Regions from separate parts of the Danio rerio genome. Here all the other regions are linked to region 3. Evidence: chromatin contacts called from public HiChIP or PLAC-seq and Micro-C data. All regions are on one chromosome and are shown on one strand. The core of a region is the stretch at or near the end of the contact, and the rest is flanking DNA. Distances in the headings are between cores, read along the strand shown.

Region 1 (3,222 bases), core at 372-2,871, 310 kb after region 3:
TTAGAAAAACTAGATTATTTCATAAAATCAACATTTTATTTCAGAGAGGCCATCAAGACATGGAATATAAATTATTATTTCCTAATGTACATTTATATTGATTTATCATCACTGACAAGTAATATTGGATACCAGGCCACTCACTTTGTCTATGGAGTGGTCTCAGAATGAGGCATTGCCACCCCACACCATCCCCCCCCCACCACCACCCCCCCACCCCCGTTAGTAACCTCAGACCAATAAATCCATTAACTAAATGTCAAGTACTGTTACGCCAACAGTTTGAAATTCTTTGCAGTTATTGGCTGTTATTGTCATTGTGCAGTGCTATTGATTTGATCAAAGATTAGTGAAAAGATGATGCCAAAGTACTCATAATCCTGGACCAGGTCGTACCCTGAGCAGATCCTGTGGCGGTCATAGAGCAGGGGAGAGCATGAGACTGATTCCTGAAAGACCCCAGTGACAGACGAGTCTTCGAATTGATCCCATGAGCCAGCTTGATCACCTGTCAGTGTCTCACACCTGCAGCTTCTCCACGATGGACAAAACACTATAATTGTGAAATAAACTCTCCAGCCTCCGGTGCCTAGACTGCAGCTCTGCACAAGTAGGCTATCTTGGCCAGAGGAGAAATGTTCGTGCCCAACTGCGCCTGGTTTCTCTCTAGGTTTTTTCCCTTCACTTTTGTCAATTGGTGAAGTTTGTTCCTCGTCACTTTCGCCACTGGATTGCTTGGTTTGAGACTTGTGGTGCTGCGCATCAATGGATTTGCTCTTTAGTGAAAATTAAACCACACTGAACTGAACTGAACTTCAACTCTGAAAACTGGACTGACACTGTTTCATTTTACTAGAACTTCTATGTTAAGCTGCTTTGACACAATCTACATTGTAAAAGCGCTATATCAATAAACATGAACTGAATTGTTAAAATTTTTAAAGAAATAAGAACCATAAATGGTCCATTTTATCTGATGTCCTAATCTGCATGATGTCACCCAATAATAAATTCCATAATAGGAAAAACAAAAACCATGAATGTCAATTTTTTACCGTTTTCCAACATTTTAAAATATATTTTCTTTTGTGTTAATCTCAAACAGGTTTGTGACAAGGGAAGGGTGAGTAACTAAATGATGACAAAATTGAAAATATTTGGTGAGCTGTCCCTTTAAATACTTTACGATTGCAAAAAATAAAAAGGCGTATTAATATTAATTACAAATTAATTTCTAGTTGGCTGTCTATATGGCCACAAATGTAAAAAAAAAATAATAATAATAAAAATTACTTCTTTTTGGCTAAAGCAATACATTTTCATTGACTCAGATAGAAAGAATGGTGCTTTATAGATATCTACAATCAGATTTCATAACTTAGGCGTTTCGACCAGCCAATAGATCAAACAAAGCTTGCTGTTTTAATTATTAAATGTTTAAACAGCCTGCCATACTATAATAGTCATGTATTCTGACAGAAGGCACTTCCGCTAGAAGCAGATTGGTCTGCACTCGGTGACATCACGTTGATGATGCTTTGTGGGGCCGCCTAGAGATTTAATTACGGATCTCTGTTCGCACAAAATATTATACGAGCCGTTTTTCCTCGCGTTTACCCTATTTTTGAGGATTTAAATGTGTATGATTTTATCATTTGCTAAGAACAAAGACCTTTCCTCAGAAGATAAAAGCCGTTTTCGAGTGTCTTTTCACCGGACGCGCGCATTGATTCTGGAGCCAGTGTTTTTGTTAGTGAGCGATCCTGGGACGAGCGCTCGGTCTGTCGGCATGTTAGGATACCCGTCTGAAGGATTATAAACCACCGGTAAAAACAGTACTGCAGTCGCTTAAGTAAGTATAATAACCCGACAGATGAAGAAGAAAGACATAGGTGGGGTATTTAGGCTATACATCACCTGTAGCAGCGCTTCACGGCTGGAAAAAAACCCGTCTTAAACCAGCCTAAGATGGTTTGCTGGTCGCAGCTGGTTTAAGATGGTCTCCAAGCTTGTTAAACAGTCTTCGCTTGGGAGACAAGCTGCATTAACAGATAATAAAAGTAGACAAATCTTAGAACCAGACAGTAGATCAGTCTGAGTATTTTAAACCATACGAAACTGCACATAGACACAATTATATTTCACAATTATTGTGTTTTATATAAATGAAGATGAATGCATATGCATAATATGTTTGCATATGTGAATAATAACGTTACATAGCATAATTTACGATGTAGGAATAATAGGTAGGTTTGTCAGAGCTGAGATTAAAAATATTATGAAGAATTACATATTTAGGCTAATACATACTGTATGTACTTAGATGCAAAACGTGTTACTCCGTATGATTTTGTTTTCCTTTTATAAGAATGTACTTGTGTTTAATATTTATTATGTATTAATAATAATGTAATATTTAAGAATAATAGGGTTGTAACAGCTGAGACAACAAATGTATATGAATTATTTATAGAGTGTAGATGCAAATCCTCTTGGTCCATCTGACATGTTTTCTTTTAAATTAGAATTTTTATGAGGCTCCTATGTTTTATGTTCAGTAATTTTTCTTAAATTGACTATTAACATTTTCACTGTTGTTAAAACTGAACTGAACCTAAACATAAGGTTCTAATAAAGATGCCTAATAAAAATAAAAACAACAATCAGACGTTTGTATCTGAAGTGTTCATATTTTCATTTCATTTCAGCTTTATTTGTATAGCACTTTTACAATGTCGATTGTGTCAAAGCAGCTTCATATAAATTAAATTAAATAACTAAAAAATAAATGAAATAATTTTCATATACATAAATAATGTGTATGTGTGACTATAAATAATTTATACATCATTTTCTATTCTAAAGGTTGGTGAAATCCAAGATTTAAAACAGTGATGGACCATTTGGCGACCACTAGTAGCACCCAGGGGCCGGCCCTGTGTGAACCCTCTTATCCTCCCTGTAAAATGGCTCGTATGGAGAATTGTAGAGATCTGCCTGTACCTGGAGTCACACCTGTTAGCTCCAAACAGACATCACACACTAACAGGAGGAAAGGTATTCATTAATGGCCATAAATGTAGTATACCATATCAGTTCATCCCATTTTTCTGAGTAATATAGTTCCTCTTTCTTTCAACGCAGGTAGTTTACTTCCAGTATTCTGCATGGTGGAACAAAGCGATGTCCCACCATCCGAAGGGAAGCGGTCGGAGCATG
Region 2 (3,011 bases), core at 313-2,812, 350 kb after region 3:
AAAGTAAAAAATATGTCTTATTGTATATTATTATAAATGGGCAAATATGTTTCTAAAGTTGTAGGCCACAACAAAGTGAGAATCCCAAAATAAATGAATTTCGTTTTGTTTTTTTGAAAATGAAAAAATTAACATTTTCATAAAGTGTTTATTAGGATAAAGTCTGTTGATTAACTTTAAAGATACTTTTTTATATATATTGCATTATAACACAAATACAATAAGGCGATTTTTGCTTAACAACTTTCATCTACATTGATAGAACAGAGTACAGAACAATTATTAAGATAATAATTCAAATAAATAAAATTTAAACATAGACATAAACAAAAGTTATTTACACTACTGGGTCTTTTCAATAAACTAAACAGTCATCCCAATAATTTTGATTTTACCAACTTTATATATTTACAGTATAACCAAAATTCCTTTTGCAAAACCAAAAACAGTAGTTTTGTTTTAAGGCACTTGCATTTATGAATAAAAAAATTCTCCAAAATTAAAATACTGTTCAACACAAACTGAATATTAACATCTTCCCATAATAAACCAAATAAAATATAATTTTAGACAACTTGAGAGAAACTTTTTAACCACTCAAACGAATCAGACTGAGGCGAGGCAGTAGCGCAGTAGGTAGTGCTGTCGCCTCACAGCAAGAAGGTCGCTGGGTCGCAGCTAAGTTGGCGGTTCATTCCGCTGTGGCGACCCCGGATTAATAAAGAGACTAAGCCGACAAGAAAATGAATGAATGAATTAATCAGACTGCTATATAAACAGTCAAAAAAAAATTTGTCGTTTTAATGGCAACCTCATAGAATGTACAATTATTGTGATCAAAAGAAGATGAAATATCATTAAATATTTTATAGTGTACTTCTCTAGCTTTGGAAGGTATGGGGAAGGAAAGAAACATATTTCTTAAGTCGATAACAGAGCTCTTGGAAAAAAGAAAAGACACATTATTTCTTGCTTGTATTAGAAATTTATCTTGGGTTAATATTGATCTTTTTATTTTATTAGGTATTTCACTCTGAATAAAATCTTTATCAACAAATAAGGCAGATGAAGTGTTTCATTTATATTGGTGGCCACATACTAACCATCATTACATTACATTACTTTCGGAATAGATTGCAATTCCCTATTGTATTGCTTATGATCAAGTATCCTATTTCACAAAAAGTACCTGACTCAGAACCTCACTCTCTTTGTCTAATAGATGTACAACCGACCAAATACCTCTATCACACACCAATCCTTATAGAAAAAAAAGATTTGTATCTTTAAAAAATTACCTATTGTTCCACATTGGTGAATTTTGTGGGGGAAAATGATGTTTGTAAATTAATTTCCAGTTGAAATTCTGATAATTTAAGAGGGAGTTTTTGTATTTAAAAACACAACGTAATGAAAGATCTACCACTTACACTCTTGAAAATATTCTTTGAAATATCGCGCACTGCAATATTGTGATGAAGTCGTTGATGCTTCCCGTCAGGAGTCACGTGCTTGATCAGCTGTTCTGCGGCACATCCGCCTGACTCGCGCTCTGCTCGACTGTTTACATGCAGACCGCACGGGACAGGATGGGCAGACCCGCGTGAGCCATTGCAGGTAAAATACCACCTCGATTCACTTTATTGCATCCAAACCGAGCTTTACGGTTGTCGGAGCGTTTGTCGATAGCGAATACGGTGACGTCAACAGCGTGAAACGTTGCGCAATGATTCATGTCGGAAGTGTTTTGGTGCCAGACACGCAAGGCCTTCAGACTCATGATATGCATAAGTAAATCCTGTTTCATTTACTGTTATTTTTATGTGAGACTCTAACAATAGCCGTAAGAGACGTGCAGCATGCCAAGTGAGTTTTTTTATAACGAACACTTTGAAATATAACTTGATATTTTGGCATTAGGGGCGTCTGGAAGTTTCACATCATTTTTTTTAGGTTATGCAGTAATATACTGTAACATTACATATTCTCTTTATCATTATTGTTTCTCACCATTAGGAAAAATGTCATGTTTTGTTAACTAACAAATGACAAGGCTTGCATCCTCATTTTAGAGATGGAGATGGTTCGAGAAGGTAGCCTTGTAGTTCTATTTCTAATGGATGTACCAGGCTTTAGGACATATTCCACCTTTAAATTCAGAATAAGATCTGAATGATTTAGTCTTCTTCAGTCAGGATTATGTGGCCATGGCTATTGAGGTCAATTTTGTTTTTACATTCGCACATTCAGATGTTCTTCTTAATAATATAATTAGTTTTAGAAAAGTATTACTTGCAAATTCTAAATAGGGAAATCATATTACTGAGGGAACGTTTGTTTATATTTGCTCAATGTTGTTCTTTGATGGTCATTGGCTGCTAATATGATTTCACTGTTTAGAATTTGAATATTTGCTGATATTAATAAGCAGAAAGTCAGAACGTGCGAATATAAAACCAACTTTACCTAAATAGTCATATTATCAGCCAATGACTATCAAAGTATAACGTTGTTCACAGTCAATGAAATAGTGCTAATGTTGTTTTGAAGTTGTACTTGCATGGTAATTCAGACTGAATATTCAAAGTAGCATAAGTAAACAATATTTGGACCGTTAATTGAACACATGTGCAAATATACAATTTTACCTTTTTTTTTGCCAAAAAATTAAAACTGTTTCTGCTTTTTTGTGTAGGCAAGTATTTTACAGTACTTTAAAAATACTCAAATTCTATTCGATTTACCAAAAGCACATAAGTGTCATTTTTAAATCTGTCACATCCATAACGGAGAGATGTCACAGCCATATTGGAGCTTTTCCCTCATAAATGCAAAAAAATGTCAAATAAAATAAAATCAATTATTTTTGTTCTATAGTGAGCTGACTCTTATCCTTTTGTTTATCATTATTTCTTTTGGGATGTGCAGTTTTATTCAAATAATTTAAAGTATGTTGAAAACTGTAAACCCTCAGACTTTTTTTTGTAGCATCCATAGTGTATATTTATTTA
Region 3 (2,933 bases), core at 47-2,546:
GTAAATAAGTAGGTAGTGTATTTATATAGCACATTTATTGTGTATGGTCATATACCCAAAGCGCTCTACAATCATAAGGGGGGTCTCTCCACATCACCACCAAGAGAGCACCTTTGGTATGTGGTGGAACGGGAGATTCGCATCATGGATGTGCAGCCAACAAATCTGCAACAACTGCATGATGCTATTATGTCAATATGTGCCAAAACCTCAGAGGAATATTTTCAGTAACTTGTTGAATCTATGCTGCGAAGGATTAAGGCAATTCAGAAGGCAAAAGAGGGTCCAACCCGGTATAAGTAAGGTGAAACTAATAAAGTGGCCTGCAAGTGTAACAACATTAATAATTCTGAACTTAACTTTATTCAAATTAAGTTATGTTAAGAAATAATAATGTTGTTACAATTATTGATGACATGATAATGATATGATTAAGATGATAAAGATTTATAAACTTATATAATATAATTTTAACCCATAACTGCTGACTTAATTGGCTGTATCCCAGAAAACTTACCTGAAAAAGAACATGACTGTGCAAGGATCATACAACTCGTACATCTTATTGAAATCTGGCACTTCTGTGATGTCCACAAGATAAATGACTGCAAAATTCTTCACCTGAGGAAACACTTGCTATTAGGCCCAAAGTACTGATAGACTGACCGTACAAAACTTATTATTACCAAAAATCAATTAAGTGAAAAAAATAACATTATAAGGTGTCCACGTGCGTCTTCGCGTTTACATATTAGATAATATCATACAATACCTTCTCAGCGATGCTGTATAAGACTTCATCCATTTTCATACACGTAGGGTCCCAGTCGTGGCCAAATCTTATAACAATAACACGGTCCTCTTCGGATAAAATAGCCTGGTCTACTTGCCAGCCATTGTGAAGATGAGGGAGCATATACGACATTTTGCCGGATTTATGCCAAACACACTTCTAAATAGGCAGAGGGGGTGTTTTGTCAGATTTATATATTCAGAATGAAACCATATAAACTAAAGTTAACTCTTAATACAATTTAAATACCGAATGTATGTTAGCAATTAGCATTGAAAATTCTAGAACCTTTTTAATGCCATACAATATTAGAGTAATAAAGCAGAAAAATAAATACAATCAGTTCTTACCTTACAATTAAAATAGGTCTCGTATGCTAAATTTGGCGTTCGTTCCGAATTAATAAGGTATTTAACAATTTCGAAATAATGTTTTTCCTACAGCAACGACGCCGGGTATGGTGTACAAACGTCTACTAACTGATATCTACATCGCCCTCTGTTGGATTGGAGAAAACCAAGCAGCGTTCTTGAAGCCTTGTGTATGTATCAGCAGGCAGGAAATATTTCATTCAAACTCATCCGGTAATTACAGAGATTTACGAGATTTAAAGTGTGGTTTTTTTTTTCAGATTACATCTGACCACAACATTTTTACTTTAAACAAATGGGTAGTTTACAATAAACACGTTAAGATATTTGAATATCTATTAAGACCTTTAACTACCTATGTATTTATTCAAATATATCCAGTCTTTTTAAGCATTTATCAAAACAAACTCTTAAACGGATAATCACAATATGAAAACAAGGTAAAAAAAACAAACATAAAACATCTTCAAATAAAATATAATTTTTCCCCTATTTGTGTACTTTCTAATTAAATAGAAAGATACAATTAGTAACTATTGATAGTAACAAAAAAGTATTTATCGTTATATGTACTTAATCTTTAATATAACAAGTTTTAAAGCATTAAGCTGTGGTCACACTAGAGTTTGAGCTTGTGAAATTCTGTAGTACGGCAATGCAAAAAGCGAGCGATTGGTCCATATTTTTCAATTTCTGTCCAGAGAGATCATGTTGCGATCTTCGATTGATCTCACGCAGTCAAGTGATGCGATTTCGCAAGTCAGAGTTCACCAAGCTTGAACTTCTTAATGCAGCGAACTGTAAACTTGATGCAGGAGCTTACGTTTTTAGTCCGGCGCATTCGCGTGCATATGAATGGAAGTCTATGGAGAGAAAATCCAGTGTGACCGCAGCATCAGTCGAAGTCAAGAAAGTTTAAGCTGATCACACAGAACATGAACATGTAAGCTGATAAACATCTTAGGACATCTTCGAATAATATGATCACAATTATTTTATTTTCCTCATTTGTGTAATGTAATTTATAGTTTAAATAAACAATAAATTGGTTAACTTGTACATTTTGTCCTCCAATAATATGCTTTAGGTAATAACAAGTAACCATCACTACACAAACATACAATTAAAAGAAGTACACTTGGACGGATATATGCTCTAATTTATTTACACAGCTCAATATGTAAGTTTAGATGTTGTTGTTTACCATACTAAATACTGAACAGGGGGAAATTGAATGGAAAACCAAGAGTCGTAATATCATGATGCTTACAATTATTATACAATTGAAATGAACTGCAAGTCAAACTCCTCTCCAAAGCTTCATATTTTAAAATGCATCAGCTGAGAAGATGTCACTTATATAAGCATATTATATGAAACATTTTTGGCAAAAAAGAAACAAAATCAGTTTGAAACAATAATAGGAATAACATATTTATAAAAGTATAAGGCAAGCAAGATATAAATGAAATTTGACAATAAAGTGAATTAACAGTAGGATACAAGGTCTAAAAGAAAAGTGGAAACAGTTAAGTTTATAAACTCTTAAATTCAAACAAATATATAAAGAAAATATGACAAAAATAGTTTATGAGGTTTGGCATATATGAAAAGTATAAATCACAAACATATTCAACCCTACAACTATAAATGGGCTACAAACAGCTATTTTTAAATGGACCTACTTGAAGTGATACATCAGTGGAAAAACAATGCATGTATACTTTAAAATGAATAACATGAAACAAAACCTAAGTATTCACAAGATT

Evidence for each region. Hi-C and Micro-C count contacts between places; a contact is called where the count stands out from the background. HiChIP or PLAC-seq counts read pairs in DNA pulled down with a chosen protein or histone mark.
Region 1: a Micro-C map of caudal fin shows a contact between it and region 3, with 4 times the contacts expected there. The contact joins the promoter of satb1a here to the promoter of txnl4a in region 3. A contact is called at or near these places in 2 of 18 Hi-C or Micro-C datasets (caudal fin and an unstated tissue) and 1 of 4 datasets of contacts at active chromatin or transcription factors (embryo).
Region 2: an H3K4me3 HiChIP or PLAC-seq map of embryo shows a contact between it and region 3, with 2.9 times the contacts expected there. The contact joins the promoter of tbc1d5 here to the promoter of txnl4a in region 3. A contact is called at or near these places in 1 of 18 Hi-C or Micro-C datasets (hematopoietic stem cells) and 1 of 4 datasets of contacts at active chromatin or transcription factors (embryo).

What each region holds. Positions count from the first base shown.
Region 1 is chr19:22,880,584-22,883,805 of GRCz12tu, reverse strand. It overlaps satb1a (SATB homeobox 1a), which reads left to right and starts at 1,621. Exons shown (of 11, transcript NM_001080162.1): 1 at 1,621-1,852; 2 at 2,869-3,060; 3 at 3,148-3,222. The coding sequence starts at 2,898.
Region 2 is chr19:22,845,097-22,848,107 of GRCz12tu, reverse strand. It overlaps tbc1d5 (TBC1 domain family, member 5), which reads left to right and starts at 1,562. Exons shown (of 23, transcript NM_001328258.1): 1 at 1,562-1,617.
Region 3 is chr19:23,191,806-23,194,738 of GRCz12tu, reverse strand. txnl4a (thioredoxin-like 4A) reads right to left here and starts at 1,296. Exons shown (of 4, transcript NM_001005953.1): 1 at 1,144-1,296; 2 at 773-952; 3 at 518-621. The coding sequence starts at 925. It overlaps adnp2b (ADNP homeobox 2b), which reads right to left. Exons shown (of 4, transcript NM_001080013.1): 4 at 2,534-2,933.